Linked DNA regions of Rattus norvegicus: all the other regions are linked to region 1. A link is a contact called in public Hi-C data. All regions are on one chromosome and are shown on one strand. Each heading gives the region's core, a stretch centred on a gene start, on an enhancer-like site or on the middle of the called end of the contact. The rest is flanking DNA. Distances are from core to core; before and after follow the strand shown. Region 1 holds the start of Vwa8 (von Willebrand factor A domain containing 8). Region 2 overlaps Dgkh (diacylglycerol kinase, eta). Region 3 overlaps Vwa8 (von Willebrand factor A domain containing 8).

The links. A called contact is a pair of places that touch in the nucleus more often than the background predicts.
Region 2: a Hi-C map of frontal cortex shows a contact between it and region 1, with 4 times the contacts expected there. The contact joins the enhancer-like site here to the promoter of Vwa8 in region 1. A contact is called at or near these places in 9 of 12 Hi-C or Micro-C datasets (the A7r5 cell line, the Rat2 cell line, Schwann cells and 6 more).
Region 3: a Hi-C map of frontal cortex shows a contact between it and region 1, with 2.7 times the contacts expected there. The contact joins the enhancer-like site here to the promoter of Vwa8 in region 1. A contact is called at or near these places in 3 of 12 Hi-C or Micro-C datasets (the A7r5 cell line, Schwann cells and frontal cortex).

Annotation. Positions count from the first base shown.
Region 1 is chr15:60,660,435-60,663,134 of GRCr8, reverse strand. It overlaps Vwa8 (von Willebrand factor A domain containing 8), which reads right to left and starts at 1,258. Exons shown (of 45, transcript NM_001427283.1): 1 at 1,004-1,258. The coding sequence starts at 1,163.
Region 2 is chr15:60,507,405-60,510,243 of GRCr8, reverse strand. The region is part of intron 2 of Dgkh (diacylglycerol kinase, eta); the gene reads left to right. Among named protein-coding and RNA genes, the nearest start is that of Dgkh, 51 kb to the left of the region's middle. Within about 2 kb of position 1,588, at least 15 of the 93 cell types and tissues checked have an H3K27ac peak or open chromatin away from gene starts, as enhancers often do. A contact at or near this core is called in prefrontal cortex, where this site is marked.
Region 3 is chr15:60,906,696-60,909,395 of GRCr8, reverse strand. The region is part of intron 37 of Vwa8 (von Willebrand factor A domain containing 8); the gene reads right to left. Among named protein-coding and RNA genes, the nearest start is that of Rgcc, 180 kb to the left of the region's middle. Within about 2 kb of position 1,250, at least 3 of the 93 cell types and tissues checked have an H3K27ac peak or open chromatin away from gene starts, as enhancers often do.

The sequences.
Region 1 (2,700 bases), core at 9-2,508:
ACTCATGGCTCTGACAGCTAGCTAGAGAGCACAAAAAAAAAAAAAAAAAAAAAAAAAAACCAAAAAAAACAGAGTCTACCCCAAAGCCTGTCAGATTATGCCACATTCTACCCTTGACTTCTGCCTTCTATGACAAGCGCGTATTATCATCTGGAGTGGTGAACTGATGGATTCATTAGATGAGATGGCATTATCTGGAGATGATACACACAAGGAGGTCAGCCCAGTGAGACAAAGTAGACTCTATCTTCGGAAGGTAGGTCTTATCCCTGATTCCTCTCTCTGCCTCGCAAAGAAGGCAACTTTGCTCTGCTAAGTCCACTCGCCGCCATGAGTTTCTACCTCAACACAGCGATGGAGATATCACGCATACAAACGTCTGTGACTGTGAGCCAAAAGAAATCTTTCATTGTTTTAGGTTGTTTTTTTAATGTTGTCAGGCAGAAGAAAAGTGAGTAACAGAACAGAAAGAAAATGAATGCTCTAGAAGTTATGATCGCAGACAGGCAAGTTTTAAATTGCAATTTCACTGTGTGATCCTCAGCAAGGCCCTTTTTTTTTTCTTTTGAGACTCACTCATTCCAACTATAGTCCAGGGTTTTAACTAAATCTGATTTTCAGTTCTAAGAGTGCTTGAAACGGAGTCTTCTGTTAAAATTGGGAAGAAACGTGGGCACAGGTTCTCCAGCAAGAATGTACACTTTTCTATGCCATCACAAGCCCTAGTTGGCTCAGGACATAAAACCACCTACCGAGCCCTTAGAAGTCAGAGATCAAGGTCAAGCGCCGGTTTCAGCAGCCCCCAAAAGGCTACTGCATGAACCTCTGAGTTTAGTCTAAGCAAAACCTCCAGTGGGCGAAGAATGTTGTCTTCCTAAACATCAGAGACCTTAGTCCGAATCCCTCAGGTTTCAGAGTGGAGCCCAGGGGGCGCCAGCGCCTTGCCCCACATCACACAGCAGAGAGGGCAGGTGGCAGCAGCGGAGTCGGAGGGCCCAGTTACCTGAGTCAGTCACCCCAGCGTGCATCAGTCTGACCTCCAGCCGCTGCTGGCCCCCACCCGGCCTGCCCCGCAGCACCTGCCGCAGAAGCAGCCGCACGCGCCGCGAGGCCACGTCGCCGAGGCCGCCCGGGACTCCAAGGAGGAGGAGGCGGGACTGCATAGTGCAGGAGGCACGGAGTGGGACCTCCAGGGGCTGCGGGGCCAAGCGCCGTCCCGGGACGGGGCAGGAGCCGGTCGGCAAGCGGGACAGGAAGCGGCTGGGAGGCGGGTCCGCCGGAAACTCCTTCCCCCGGCGCGCTGGGCTCGGCCGTGTGGGCCCGGCCTGGGGCGGAGGACAGGCGCAGCGCCAGCCGGTAAGATCGGCCACCGGGGCCCAGCGCACCGCCCCAGGCGTGGTCACCCCAGGGACGCCCCGAACTGGGGAGATGCCAAAGACCTTTAGCACAGTTGAACTCTTGCCGTTTCTTTCTTGGCTGCTAGCCCACTGTGTTATGATGCACTGTGGGCTTTCCCCTCAAAACTGCTTCAGAATTAAGAAAACATAAAAGAGATTCTAGAACTCCACCTATTTTAATTCGTTTGTCATCTTCCCAGGCTTTCCAACAACAGACATTGAAAGTCTCTGTTTAGCCTTCCTTTGCCGGACCTGTTTTATCTTCTAAACTTTAAGAGGAAATTTTACATTATAATGGTGAATGAAAAAACGTTCAACTACCCGAAGAATCCAGTCAGGCTACGAGGCAAGGGTTATATAAACATAATTTATATCTTTAGTGAGCAAAAAGTAGGACACTTGACTAAGGCTTCCTCCCTTCCACGCATTCCAAAAGCAGCAGCAGTCTTCCATAAAGCAAACAAAACCTAATGTAATTATGCTGCCTCCCCGAAATGTCAAGAGTGAATTAACCAAAGCAAAAAGTTTAAATGAAGTTCTGCACAATGAAATCAAACAAGCAGGACGCAGGCCTGGCTCTCAGTGAATGGCCTTGCCGATTCTAGACCTACCTGTATCTTATAATCAAATTGAGCTGCCACCTCCAAGGCACTTGAACTTTCTGAGGAACTTGAACTTAGCAGTAAATGGAGGTGGGGGTGGGGGAGTGAAGTAATCTAATATAGTTTGGAGAAAGTGAAAATAAAGGTAGTGAATATTTAAATTGTGAAAACAGCATTATTCCATGATTATTCCATGGATACATTCTCACTATTTCACAACCACCCTTGTTAGGTCTCAAACCCTGGACAAATGGCTATCTGAGTGCCTGTTATCAGATAAACAGATAACTGAAGTGCCTATTAACATATCAAAGCTGGCGCTGACTGCCAGGTCTTCCCACTATCCCTCCCTCCCTGTTACAGGATCCTCCTAGTTGAGCTACTCAGTCTCCTACCCTCCAACCCAGAGGCAATGCAGCCTTTTCCCCAGCTGCTCTTCCCTTCCCTATACAATCCAGCTATCTGGACGAGACGACGACGACAACGACGACGACTACTACTACTACTACTACCAGTCACGCACGCACGCACGCACGCACACCCTCGAGTCAGCTGGTCTTGTCTACTCTGGACCCGGGCAGATGCCTCTGCCTCTGAGAGTTTTCTCCCTCACATCTACAATAAACCTTCTCCTCCATCATTCCCAGGAGCAGTCATGTCTTCCTTTTATTTCCTATTTCCTTTTTATTTTCCTTCGTTCA
Region 2 (2,839 bases), core at 339-2,838, 150 kb after region 1:
GCTCACTTAGCCGGGAATCCTTGTCGGAAAGAGAAATTCAATGATGGCTATAATGGTTGTGTTCTTAGAGATATTCAACCACTTTTAACTTGAGTTAGATGCCAATAATTAATCTTTTTTTGTACACCTTTCAACTTTCTGGTTTTTTTTCCCCTTAGAGAAAAACCAGTTCTTGTGAGTGTGTGTGTGTGTGTGTGTGTGTGTGTGTGTATTAAAAATGTTACTATTGCTATGTTGGTGTGAAGCTAAATATTTTTACATTTATACATCTATAAAATAGTTAATCCAGGATCTGTAGAAAACCACTAGCTTACAATTTTCAGAATTGATACAGCTTAATTAAGGTTTTGACTTGATATTTCAATGATTGGTGGGCCATTTATTCATTTGACGATATTCCGGTATAAATAATATCTTTCTGTGTGAGACAAATCTGTGGCTAAAGCTAGAAGAAGAGAAACATACCTGTAAATGTCGTCTTTATTTTGAAATTACGTTCATTTCTGTGTTTTGCTTTTTTCATAATAGGATTTTCTATTTTTGTGAATCTTTTAAGTTTTCATTTGTGTAAACTCAGCAGTTTGAGATCACAAATAACCTTTTTTTCAGAAGTCAGAATCACTTCAGATCCTGCTGCGATTTGGACTTGAAATGTTCCCCACAGCTTCTAGTGTTTGGTTACTGGGCCTTCAGCTGGTGTCATTGTAGGGCAAGGTGGTGGAGCCTGAGGAGGCGGGGCCACTCTAGAGGAAATAGGTCTCTGTGGTGGGCCTTGAGGACTCATAGCCTGGCTCTACTTCCTGTCTCCTGTCGGCTTCCTGACTGTCCCGGCTGTGTGGCTAGTGTGTCAAGCATCCACCGCCCCACCTTCCTTGCTAGGATGGGTATATTGCTTAATCTGTGAGCTAAAAATAACTATTTCACCACCTTCGGTTGCTTCTTATCAGGTGTTTGATCACAGCTTAGAAAAGCAACTAATATGTATCTTATTTATGTGGTAAACTTCTTGGTCTCTCCAGTCTTCCATTCAGTAATAGAGATACCATGTACCTCACATTCTTCAAGGCACAGTGCAATTTACACAATAAGCATGCTGTCTTCCTGTTTTGGATGGGGGCCATTTTAAAGGTGGGAGTCTATTGGAGGTGGAGTTGAAGGAATTATCTGAGAAAGGAAAGTCTGCAAAAATTATTGAGGTGTGGTGGCTTGAGCCTCTAGTAAGAGGGAGCCATGCACGTGTGGCGTCCATGCTTGAAGTTTCCTCTCACACTGGACGTTTCTCTCAAGTGGGTTTAAGCCTGAAAGAAATTGTCTTTGTAGAGCCCATCATGATGTATGCCAGTGAAGGAGGAAAAGAAAAGCAGGAACTTGAAAGCATGCTGTTAGACAAAGCAAAACAAACAAATAAAACCCTGCTCAGTGGGAAGCTGCCTTTTCTCAGAACACTGGAGCAACACTGAAGCCACCCTCTGCTGCCGTCTAGCTCCCAGCACCGAGGAAGCCTTTGCAAGTCTGGCTGCGTGATGATGTGGGGCGCCGCCCCCACCCTACCCTCTGGAAGTGCTCAGGATCTTCTCTGCTCCTCAGGGATCTGTAACTTCACAGCAGAATTCACAGTGTGGGTTTATTTTCATCGACTGTGTGGGCTTCTCCCCATTCAGGGCTCAGTTCTGGGAAATCATCTTGAGTTATTTCTTCCTTCTGTTTGTTCTACTTATTCTGTTCGGTATTGTCATTGTTTGGATGCTGGCCCTCCTGGGTTTGTCATCACATAGTCCCAGTCTCTCCCCAGACCCCCACTTTCTAGCATTTTTGCCTTTTTATTGTGCTTCCTACGAGATTTCTTGACTTTATTTTGCAACCTTTCTATTGTATTTTCACTTCCCTTTGGATAAATACACAAACATTTGTGTGCGCGTGGGGCTTCCTGTGGCCGCTATCATGCTTCAGCATCTCTGCGGGCTTGGTTTTAATGCTCCCTAAAGGATGCAAAAAAAAAGAAGAAAGTCTGCAGAAGACCAAATGTATGTTATATAATGTGAATGTTTGTGTTCAACACAGGCACACTCACCCTTCTATGAGCTTTTGGCAGTCTCTGGATTACTCACATCTAGCACAGGGTGTTAATGAATGGTGTGTGAGTAGCTGCTATCCTGTATTGTTTAGGGGACAATGACAAGAAAAAAGTGTGCATCCTAAGTTCAGTTAAAAATGTTTCAGGGGTTGGGGATTTAGCTCAGTGGTAGAGCGCTTGCCTAGCAAGCGCAAGGCCCTGGGTTCAGTCCCCAGCTCCGAAAAAAAGAAAAAAGAAAAAAAAAAAGAAAAATGTTTCAATTTGTGGTCAGTTGACTCCAGAGATATGGAACCCCCATCCCCTACACACACACTGCAGAGCCACCAACCCCTGAAGCTGGACCCTGGAAGCTGTTTGAAGTCTCTGTGCAGATGTTTCATTCTATAACCTGACTAGGCTTTTTCTTTTCTTTTTTTTTTTTTTTTCTTTTTTTCGGAGCTGGGGACCGAACCCAGGGCCTTGCGCTTGCTAGGCAAGTGCTCTACCACTGAGCTAAATCCCCAACTCCAACTAGGCTTTTTCTTGGCAAGCCCCGACATCCTCGCCCCTTGGCTTTGTCAGGTCCCCAAAGAACTTTCCAATAGCAAACCGTAGAGCCCTGGCTGCCATCAACTTGTTTTTTTTTCTTTTCTTTTCTTTTTTTTCGGAGCTGGGAACCAAACCCAGGGCCTTGCGCTTGCTAGGCAAGCGCTCTACCACTGAGCTAAATCCCCAACCCCCCATCAACTTGTAAGTCTGTTACATTGTATGTCCAGGAACCTGGCG
Region 3 (2,700 bases), core at 1-2,500, 250 kb before region 1:
TTCTATCCATTTTGAAGTTTATGGTTGAGTGAGCACTCTCCAAAAGCCACAGAGATTCCCGCAGTACCATGTGGAGATCTGCTTTCTGAGTTTCCTGCTGTAATTAGAAAACGACATTTGAAAGCTATAATTGTTCAACCTTTTCTCATGAGAACAGTCATTGACAGCTTTTCAGAGACCATGATTTCATTTTTTTGAGGAAAATGGTGTAGATTTAATAGAATTGTTTAGAAGAGTACAAATCTAATACACCACCACCAACAAAAATGGAGCAACACTGAAATATAACTAGACGAGTTTTGGCTTGTAACCCATGCTCCTGAAAATACAGTCTAAAAGTAGTAACTACTGATACTAGGGACTCCAGCTGTAGCAATATTTGAATTTATTGTTATAGTTGTTCTAATTATAGGAGAAATGCATGTTCTTATCAGTGTCAAATTAACGAATATATGTTATACGAAGAGTTCAGTAGACTCTCCCCTGTGTTTTCATTTGAAAATATAGCAAAGAATTCACTAACAAAAATTCAAACAAGTATGTCTTCTATGCTCATGCTGCTAGGCAGTAGAAGGCAGCAAAGACAGTAAGGACAGCATAGCTTATTGTCTGTGTGTCTGATAGTCTGCTATACTCAGAAGAATCATGCAAAGATGAAGCAGATGGCTTCAGAGACTGCTTTCCAGGCCACCACTGCCAACCTAAATAAAGAAGCATCCACTACCCAACAGGAGCCACACAAGGGACTGTGGAAATCTCCCAAGCAGAAGGCTCACTTCCCAAGTGCTGGGGTGCAAAGGTAATTCATTTTAATGTAGTACACCAAATGGCCACTAGATGGAGATAAGGGCACTCTGTCGGAGTCAGAAGAAAGCTGCTGGCATCAGGAGCAGAAGAAGGGCAACAAGAACCAGGTTCCAAAACCAGGAGCAGAAGAACTCTTCTGAGAAAAGAGTCCACTAATGACAGAGCTTGCAGGTTGACTAGGACAGAACTGTAGAGGTCAAGTCTTACCTCTTATTACTGGCAATGGCTTGTAGATTTGGGGGTATAATCTACTTGTGAATCCTAACATGAGTGGACCTAAATAGAGTAGTTAGTATTCTGCCTCATTATTTATGAAGGGATTTGACCAAAAGCGCAAACAGTGGCAGACTATTTTGAGAATTCATTGTGGCCACTTAGCCTAAGGATGCACACTCACAAGCTGTTTTTCTACCTAAGTATCCAGTGTGCATGTTTAATATCAACCACACAGACCGAGGGACAGTGCAGTAAGAGGAGCAGGCTGGCATCTAGTTCTTCCCATCAAAATACCATTTAATTCTGATTCGCATTACTTTGTTACTAAGTTTTTCTTATGTCTTCTCTTTGAACTTTGAGCTGAGGACATAAAGTTATACATTTCTGAGAAATACTTGATTACAGGAAGTTCATATAATATTTTGGTTATTCTTGAGATAATTTTGCTCATTTCTAAGTTAAACAGCTTAACTATTTAGCTTCATTTGCTAGTGCCATTTAATTTACACAAGACAGAGCAGAAAGGAACACGTTAATTGTTGTGTACCCATTAGTAAACCTGGGAGCTGAAAGAGCAAAGATTTGCAATATGTTCAGAAAAGCCCTGGGGGAAAAAAAGCTACAGACTAAAGCACAAAGAAATAGAGGTTACGTTTTAAACAGCCAGGAACCATTACTAAAATTGTAAGTAAAGATTCTTTCAAAGTTATTTTAGAAAAAGAAATAAGAGGCTTAATCTAGGTCACCAAATCTCCCCTCCCCGCTCTGCCCTCCCTTCTCCCTCCCTCCCCTCCCTCCCTTTTGTTTTTGTTTTTTGAGACAGGGCTTCTCTGTGTAGTCCTGGCTGCTTTGGAACTTGCTATGTAGACCAAGCTGGCCTTGAACTCAGAGGTCTGCCGGCCTTTGCCTCCCACGTGCTGGGATTAAAGGTGTACACCACCATGCAAGCCCCGTTTTCTTTCCTTTTATACTTTTGAGACAGGGACCTGCTATGGAGCCTGGATTATCCAGAACTCAGTAAGTAGTTCAAGCTGGTCTTGAATTTATGATTGTCTTCCTCACATAAACAAGTGCTGGAGCTCAGGTATGCGCCACCACACCCATGCACACCTTGACCATAGGTAAAGCATGACTTTTGATCTCTGCATTATATGAGAAATTCAAAGAACACATACTTGAAGTTCAAACACAGTAGTATTTACTGCTAGGCACCAAGGAAAGTAGAAGTGAAGGAAATTTAGTTCCAACAGATGGGAAGCTACTGTTCAGAATGGTTCTGAACAGAACCACAGGTAACAAATTCCCTAAAATCATGCAGCCCTGTCCAGCTGCTGCCATGGCTTACGAACACTGCTTTAGGCAATGGTTTTGCTCTAACTTAGTTAAACTTGTACGTTTAGGTCTCTTCAAAAGTATTGAAAGTCAGTAGCCTATTTTGGTTTGAGATTTTTTTTTCTTTTTTCTTTTTTCGGAGCTGGGGACCAAACCCAGGGCCTTGAGCTTGCTAGGCAAGTGCTCTACCGCTGAGCTAAATCCCCAACCCCAAGATTTTTTTAAAAACATTCCTATATGCTAAAAAAAAAAAGTCTAAGAGAACAATGTATCATTTGCTCACAAATATAATTGCATAATTGCATCTCTTTTAAAGAAGATCATGAAATAGTAGTTATTAATCAA